Regions from separate parts of the Danio rerio genome. Here region 2 is linked to region 1. The links are chromatin contacts, called in public Hi-C maps. All regions are on one chromosome and are shown on one strand. The core of a region is the stretch at or near the end of the contact, and the rest is flanking DNA. Distances in the headings are between cores, read along the strand shown. Region 1 has its middle 170 kb from the start of pex2. Region 2 overlaps zfhx4 (zinc finger homeobox 4).

Region 1 (4,457 bases), core at 1,915-4,414:
CTATTGCGATCCACACGTGTTCCCGAGATTGAATTTAAAAGCCCCCAAGATGACCAAGAAAGCTGCTTTTGAGGTTAGTATGATGACACCTATAGGGGCCGTTTTCTATAGAACACCTTTTTTTTTTTCAAGCTTAGAGACTGAAACAAATGTCCAGCGTAAAAACAGCCATTCACACAAAGCCAGTCAGAATTAAAACACACTTTTCCTCCTCAGCATTGGACCCGGTGCTCTATGAAAAAGCACTATCCCGTTTATGTACTTCCAGCACTCTTGACCTCTACCTGTGTTGGTTGTAAGAGGATCCGAACAGACTATACACAATTCATTTGCTCTTCTTGGTTCCCTTGTAGGATGCACTGAAGGCTTTTCTTTATTATTTATTTGTGCAGAATTTTTAATCAATCTTTCTTCTTCACCACATCTCTCTCTTACATATATTTATTGATTACGCAGATTTTTAACAAGGTTTTACCTTGAGGTTTCTGGAATCTTGTTGCCGTAGCTCTGTGTTTGTGTTTATTAAATATTTATTCGGCTCTTCAATTTCCTATGGCTCTTGTTTAAACAGTTCGGACCCTGCGAAGCTATAAATTAATCATTTGTGGCTGTGGATTTTAGTATTCGCTTTTTAGCTGGACCTCTTTGAAACCTCCCCCAAGCCATCCCATCTGAAGTCCTTTATAATGCCGCAGACGTCCACAAAAACCTCAAAGCCGCCATGCACTATATATTCATTGGCACTCAGTAAGCCTCAGACAAAAAAAAAATCATCCTCTTTGAAATAAATGCACCTGTGTTTGTGAACATGCCATGTGTTTATTTGATAGTGATAGCATTGAGATATAAAGTAGCATTAAAGCACATGTTGAAATGCAGCACTGTTTTGAATATACATCTGCTGTGATATGCTTTGTATGCACACTTGATGTTGGTACATTAAATGCACTAAGTGCAGAGCAGTGTTTTGTTTTTTTGCATGCGTGTCGGGCACAAAGCAAAGAGTGCCATCTATTGATGGAGACAGGAATTTTCTTTGCTGAACAAAAGACTCTGCACTGTCCTTCTGTATATCACAGGGACATTTTTGACATCTAACAATCAAATTGAGTCAAAAAAAGAAAAAAAAACTTAAAATCTTGCTTTGTGTCAAATATCATATACTTTTAAAAAATGTGTAATTTGATCAAGGATTTTCTGTAACACATTTTGAATATTGATTTGTCAGTAATCAAATGAAACTGAGTGAGCCTCTCTCTCTCTTTCTCCCTTTATCTCTTTCTCTGTGTGTGTGTGTTTGTGTGTGTAAGGGTGTCGGAGGACTGACCACAGTGGCCAGTGTATAAAAGCATTATGAGAGATCAGACCAGAGCCTCAGGCAGTTCTGCACCAACAGCTACAGCATACATTTTTTAGTAAGATGTATATTAGACACTCATTTAGCTATGCTTATGTTAACTTATTATTATTTTGAGTTATTTCTCAAAATAAAGGTTCTGTACTGGTATAAACGGTTTTACAAAACACTTTAAACATCCATGGAACCTTTTCAATGTGTAAAGTGTGGACCTTTTAGTGGAAAAGGATCTTCAGATTACTGAAGTATTATTTAAGAAACACAAAATAGTTCTAATATTGCTTTCTGGACAGGGTTAAGAAGCCTTGTCTGATATTTGAATTAGTGCTGATGTGTCTGTTGTGAAATTACAGCAAAGCCACAGTACTTTTTAGGTTGTTTGTACATTAAATGCAATATATGAACATATTTTAACATTTAAACTTAACCTTTTGAGTTTCCTGTTGTTCATTAATTGCACTGAATACATATAACAATATTTTGTGTGTATTATAATACATACACACACCTCAGTCATAATTAACTATATCATAATTGCAATACATACAAAAAAATATTCTTTTGCAAATTCAAGTTTCAATCAACAGCGTTTGTGACAAGATTGATTTCCATCTAAAAATGATTGGAAATTAAAATGGAATAAATTGCTCATAAAATAAAAAAAAAATCAAAGAACACTCACAAAACTACACTTAATATGTGTTAAATAACTTAATAATCTTGTTTATTATATTTTTGTCAATCTAGTTAGAATGAAACGATTGCAATAATACCCAGAAACTGGAGCTTAGCAGGTGAAATGACATTTTCTGACTTTTACCCCTACAAAGATTGTGATTTTTGACATACTGTATCATGCATACCCCATGCTTTTGTATTGTTTTTGAAAGAAATCCACCAGCATGGCTGCAGTTATTTCATCAAAAACACAAAATAAATAGAAAAAAAAATATTATATATTTACAAGATTACTAATATATTTTACAAGATTTATTACTAAGAACGCAAATCTGAATTTTCTCAATAATTCTTCCATAATGACTTCTGCTCATTTTTAATAATAAATACTTTTCATTATTTATTATCAGTGATGTTGAAAATAATTGTCTGCTTAATATATTAGTTTTAAAGAGTGGTAGTTCATTTTCTGGTAACACTTTATTTTGATGGTCCATTTGAGTATTAGTAGACTAAATAATATCTGTTGATACTACTGCTTCAACAGACATTTAACTGACTATAAGAGACTTTGCAAATACATGTCAACTTACACCAACCCTAACCTCAACCCTAAGCCCTATTAAACAGTCTACTTATAGTTTAATGAGAATTAGTTAGCAAATAGATGTAAATGTAACTTCAATTCAACAAACGGACCATCAAAATAAAGTGTGACCATTATTATTATTATTTTTAATTCATTAATGAATAGAAAGAACTGGAACAGAATAAAACAGTTTTGTAAAATTATGAATATCATGTTTTCAATAGCTCATTTATAATAAACATAAATGATCTTCTAATAAAGTTGAAAACTTGAACCGCAGTGTATGTTCTGCACATGTGTATATAGAACATTATGCATCAAAAGCAGTAGGATAAGTCAAACTTATATTGAACTCATTTTTTTTTGTAAAGTTATGCCTCACATTTCCTGTAAACCCAGTGTGAATCCAGCCGTCTCATCTTACCGGAAACTACCTTCAGTCAACATCCCACCTCACCGCACCCCTGCCTCCAGCTGAGACGCCCCTTTCCTGGTGCAGTCCTAGTTTTTCTTTCTTCTGTAGTGTGTGTGTGTGTGTGTGTGTGTGTGTTGAGTCAGTGTAAGTTCACAGCATCTGGGTGTAATCTGCACATACGTCAGTTTGAGACCAGCATGGGCTCCTGTAACAAATGCTTTGCCCTTTGCAGTATTTAGTTTGATCTATGTTTGCGTGGTGACTTAATCAGTCTAATTTAGGGTTTCATAGTCCGCTTTTTTCTGCAAGTTGTTAACATGCACACTCACTGCTCGCAGACGGAATCTCATGTTTGGCTTAGCGCAGAAATGTTAATTATTAACCCAAAAGCATGATGCCAAATGTGTTTCAGCTGTTTCTGGGAACTCTCTGTGTTCCTCCTACTTGTTCTCATGCTCGCTTTGGCTGCGTCCCGAACATTGAAAAATGTTGCATTTGTAGAGAGTTTGAAGAAGGCTACACCAATACTCAATCTATCCTAACCACTAAGTCATTGAACCCACTATATGATTTCCAAATTCTGTTGGAGAAAGCACACATTACTTTAGTTTAAGTCATGACACCAAACAATTGAGATATTTTTTAAGTATTAGTATTATTTTAAACACAAGTCTCAAATTGTAGCATGTCTCCAAAATCACGAATTGTGCAAACTTGTGTGTGTCCAATCTAAGACGTCTTTATCTACTTTGAAATTGAATGCAACACATAGAATACATATCCTTTATTAACTAATAGATATTGCAACATGTTGTTTAAAATGTGATGAAGCTGTTTACAACAAATCTTACTTGTTTTTTTTTTATCTGAAAGAATTAACATTTTTTTAAATGCATGGTTTTGTTGATAGAGAAGTTTGAAACATAGGAAATATATACTAAAATATACATGAACAATTTTATAAATCTATATATTACATTTAAAAATAAATATCCTTGTATTTTCAGAAAGTTTAGTTCCTCTAACGACTGAATTTACGTCATCAATTCTTCAAAAACTCATCTATAAAGCCATTTTATGAATAGTTATTTGAAACAGAAATTATATGGTACTTTATTTTACAGTCCTATGTCATATGTACATACCTTTGCATGAATGTACAATAGATATTGTATAAACTATTGCATAACTTGGTAGTAGGTACTAACCCTGAACCTACTGTACCCACATAGTTAACTCAAATAACCAGAACTTTCTTACTTAAATACTGTTGGAATATTTAGTCAATTCCATGCCTGTTCAATAAAAAAGGTCAGTCTTCTCAGTGATTCTCTAGTCCTCCATTGGCCGCACCCATACATACGTCCTCTTTTTATACAAATTCTCTGCACAACATTTAAAGCATAACACTTTTTAAC
Region 2 (4,325 bases), core at 1,289-3,788, 280 kb before region 1:
CGGTCTCTTGCCCTTTTCATCTGAGAAAGAAACAATTTTTGGCTCTCTTATACCACACCATTAAATTAATGATTTTTTTTAATGAGTCAAAAAAAAAAAAAAAAAGCTACATTAATCATTTTACTACGTGCGTCATTTCGTCTGGTGATTGCAGGAAGCAGACAGAGCGACGTGACTGCCAGATTCGTCGGAATTAACATTGAAAATTGAATCGGTAGTTTGCGTGACATTCCGTTTATTTGATAATGGAATATTGTGGCCCTAATTTCAACTCATTCTAATTACATCTGACAGTTGTTTGTTTGGAGTGAAATCCAATTAAAGTGTACACTTTTCAAGCGGAGCACTCTAGTTCCTTCTTAAAGAAATAATGACCCCATGATGGCTCTGAAAATAAATGTTTTTTTGTGGGCATACAAGGGTAAACTCACAACAGCTGTCAGAACAGAGTTTGTTTAAAAAGCAAATGCCTTTGGTCTAAAGTTCATTTGGAGAGCTCTCTAATTAAATATAGGGCCAAACCTTAAGTTAATTAGTAATTCTCTGGCTCCAGAAATTAGGGAGATCTGGAGCTCGATTTCTTGTGCTGCCATATAAAGGCATTAAGGCCTGCACGGGAGAAGTTAGTTAGCAGTAATTCATGCTTTAATAGATTGTTTGACATGTTTTGTGAAATTCCTTGGGTTAGCACATAGCTAGCGGCGTTGGAATGCATGCAGGGATACCTGGCCTGTGATTATGTTTATAATACTAGATAATTACAGGACCAGCAGGCTGGATGCTCCTTCTTTACTGAGCAGCTTGAACTTTAAACTTTTATTGTTTCTTGGGGAAAATGACAGCAAAGAAAGGTCAAAATCTGCGAGCGAAAAGCAGCTTCTAATTCCAAATGGCGTCTGTTTTCTGCTCCCGGCCCATGCGGTAGCGTGTCAAAACATTCATCAGGTTAAAGTTAGTTAATAGAGGACAACCACAGAAATATAACACCTGTCCGACAGGCTTAACAGGGTATATTTTTAGATGGCTTGTTAAATGGTGAAATCATCCCCTCCTGTGTGTTTTTTGGAGGTGAAATATGTGGCCTGCGTTTGACTTTGTGCGGTTAGTGTTTGTTCCTCACCTCTGTATATCAATATAATAATGTTTGAAGCATGCGTTTGGTTCATTTGAAGCATGATTGTGTGAGTTAGCATGGGCCGGTATAGGATTCTGACGGTATGATGACCCTGGATAAAAATATCAATGTTTCACCGTATTGTGATTACTGCTCTAAAATATATTCTTTTTAAATGTTTGGGTAAAAAACGATTTTTTTCCCCTTTGAAAGCAATGTATTTTCTTTTTTTGAAAGATCGAAAATATTTTGGAGCAGTAAACATGTCAGGCTGAATAATTCAAATGAATCATTGACTTCTGCTGTCTTCATTTGTTTTTTAAAACACAGATTTCTTCACAGTTTAAAGTGGCATCTTTGGTTATCTTTTCTGCTGGAGATACTGTTGTCCTTAAAAACAATAACAACAACAACAACAACAACAAAAAATGTAAATAAAAAAATCTTACACACACCTTAGGAACGGAAAATTTTGGTTTTGGTTTTAAAACATTGACTTTTGACTTTTCCAAATAGTGGTATACCTTGAAAACGGTTTTCGTTCCATAATGTTAGCATCGCTCGTTCCAACAACTTCGATTGCAGGATTGACATTTTTAATTCTGCTTTATTTATTTTTTTGTATCGAAAGGGGGAAGTGCTTTCAAACAGATGTGCATCAAAACTGCGTTTATGTAACTGGTAAGCACTTTCATATTGTATGTATTGTGCTTCACAAGAACATGTTTGACCAGTAGATTAATATTTATTTAGCACAGGGAAATCAAGGGATTAGTCAGTCATCATTTTAACTCTAATCCTGCTCTGCAAAAACTAGACAAAGAGGGTGATTACTGAACACGGACTGGCAAAGCTACAATTAGATTCTCTGCTTTTCTTGTCGAAAACAGAAAAAAAAAAAACACACTCACACAACACACGCACACAAAGGGAAAAAGCTCTGAACTTTTTTTCCCCCTCCTGCAAAGAGGGAGAGAGAGAGAGAAAAAGCATAAAGCAAACATATTCATCACTCGTGCTTGTGCGGACAACAGAAAGATCACGAGATGAATTCACGTCAAGCCAATGAATCAGAGAAAACAAGTCTAATTTTAGTCAGTGCCTCCTCGGTGAAATGTGCATTTCTAGTCATATCCTCTACTTCTATTTGTTTGTGTGTCATTACTGTAAGAGTAAACACCATATCTGCTTTACTAATTAAGTCATGAGACTCACCAGGGGCGACGCACTGATTTGCATCTGGCTTATTTCTCTTAGCAAAGCACACACTGAAAACATGCCTGATGGGTCTCAGGTGGGCAAATATGCGTCTCTACGTTAACTGTTGATGTTAACTTGGCAAAGCTGAAGTGTGAGAGAGGGAGGTGGGATTAAAGGGATGATCTGCTATCACGTGGATACGGGCACCAGAGAAGATGTGAAACCAGATGTGGGGTGAAAAAAAGGCTAAAGAGGAACACTAGTGGGGAACCTGCCAGCATACGTTCCCCTTTCCCCTCCTTCTCTTTTTCTCAGTTGAAAAAGAATGTTAATGATTTTTTTCGCCCCCTGCGCTCCTCCAGAGACACAGCCTCATTGTTTGTGGCAAGGACCTTTTCTTTCAAACTTAATTACCTTCTCCCCTTTTTTTGGTGACTTGGACTGAAAGTTTGCACTGTGTCGGGAGAGGTCGTCACACATTCTTTTTACGCTCCTTTTCATTAATCCGGGGTGTGCAGGCATTTTCTCTCCGTGTCGGGACGGTAGGGGAGGGTAATGGAAGAGCCTCGGAATGATCCGCAGGAAGCTTAAAGCCGGTTAATGCAGTATAATAGTCTGGACATAGACTGGCCTTTGTTTGTGTGGTTCATTTCGAATCAGGCGTAATTAACTCCAGAGTGTTTCCAGATTGCCAGCGAGGAGAAATTGCAGCCTTCTCTCCTTTGAATTGAGAAAAGACATTAGCTATGTAGATTATGTTTCCCTTTGATACGGGCCTCTCCTGTTAAAAGTTTGCAAATGGTAGAGGGAGTGGTATGGACCAGTGTTTTTCCCCTCATTTAAAATGTCTCGTTTGAAGTCGTGGGATACGTTCGAAACACTTTTTCATTCCTGTTTTCGATTGCGATTCTTTGTTAAACGTCAGCCACACAAAGGTAATTTGTACAACAGCTAAATAAATGTCTTTCTGCTGATGTGGATTTGCCACACCCGACAGTAATGATATGTTGTGTATTGAAAATGAGTCCCTTAAATGTGGTTATGGCACAGGGGAGATATCCTGCTTCTACTGTTACACCTCTGGGCATCAACAGGGTCGGGAAAAGCCTTTGTGAAAAAAGGGTCATGCAAAACCGCCCCCCCCCCCTTTTCTCTCCCCTTTGCAATTCTCTCTCTCTCTCTCTTTTTGGACTTAAACAAGAAAGAATTAAGCCTCCTGGTGTCCTTGGAGGCCAGAGAAGCTCTTGATGTTTGGATAATACCACTTTGATGGATTTTTCATCAGTTCTTTCTGCATGGCAACAAATAAACAAGTATAATTAGACTTGTGAAGGTCCATTCATGGCTTTGTTAGGATTAGATATATGTGCAGTTTGCATGCTGTGACTCTCCTTTGTCTTTCCCTAACTCACTATGACATTTTGATAGAGGATTTGGTGTTGAGAAAAGCCCCAGCAGAGGCTGGGGTGACCTTTCCTAAATCGGATATAATTCTGAGGCATTTTACCTATTTTCCTGTTATTTCTTTCACACTCATATTGCAGTTCCACTTCAGTAACGCGTGACACATGTGCATGCTAACGTTTAACGTTTGTCTGTCTCCAAAAAAAAAAGAGAGAGAGAGAGACGTCCTGAAAAACTATTTAGGGTAGAAAGGGTGAGTGAAATCCTTTTCCTTAGAGGGGCGGGTGGGTTAGATCAGGGGGGAGTCTTAGCACTCGGGTAAACCTAGCATTCCTATTCCATTATTCCCATCTCTTGATCAGATCACATTCTTTTTAATCACTTCACAGGCAGCGTCTCCACAGAGCACTGAGAGGGAAGCTGAGACAGTCTTAATTAAAAAACAGAGGTAGAAACACTGTTTGCCATCTTTTTTCTTCTAATGGGAACGGGAGCCATTTCCATGCAGTGAGATCTGTCCTCATTGTTTTGAGAGAGCGCTCTTTCGGTTCCAAGAAAAAGAGCTTAGTATTTGTTTTTTTCGCTTTTTCTTCTTTTTGTAGCCTTC

What was found. Hi-C and Micro-C count contacts between places; a contact is called where the count stands out from the background.
Region 2: a contact with region 1 is called in a Hi-C map of an unstated tissue, with 2.6 times the contacts expected there. The contact joins two enhancer-like sites. A contact is called at or near these places in 1 of 18 Hi-C or Micro-C datasets (an unstated tissue) and 1 of 4 datasets of contacts at active chromatin or transcription factors (embryo).

What each region holds. Positions count from the first base shown.
Region 1 is chr24:26,949,123-26,953,579 of GRCz12tu, reverse strand. No RefSeq gene overlaps it. Among named protein-coding and RNA genes, the nearest start is that of pex2, 170 kb to the left of the region's middle. Within about 2 kb of position 3,164, at least 13 of the 62 cell types and tissues checked have an H3K27ac peak or open chromatin away from gene starts, as enhancers often do.
Region 2 is chr24:27,225,879-27,230,203 of GRCz12tu, reverse strand. All of the region lies in intron 1 of zfhx4 (zinc finger homeobox 4), which reads left to right. Among named protein-coding and RNA genes, the nearest start is that of zfhx4, 14 kb to the left of the region's middle. Within about 2 kb of position 2,538, at least 14 of the 62 cell types and tissues checked have an H3K27ac peak or open chromatin away from gene starts, as enhancers often do.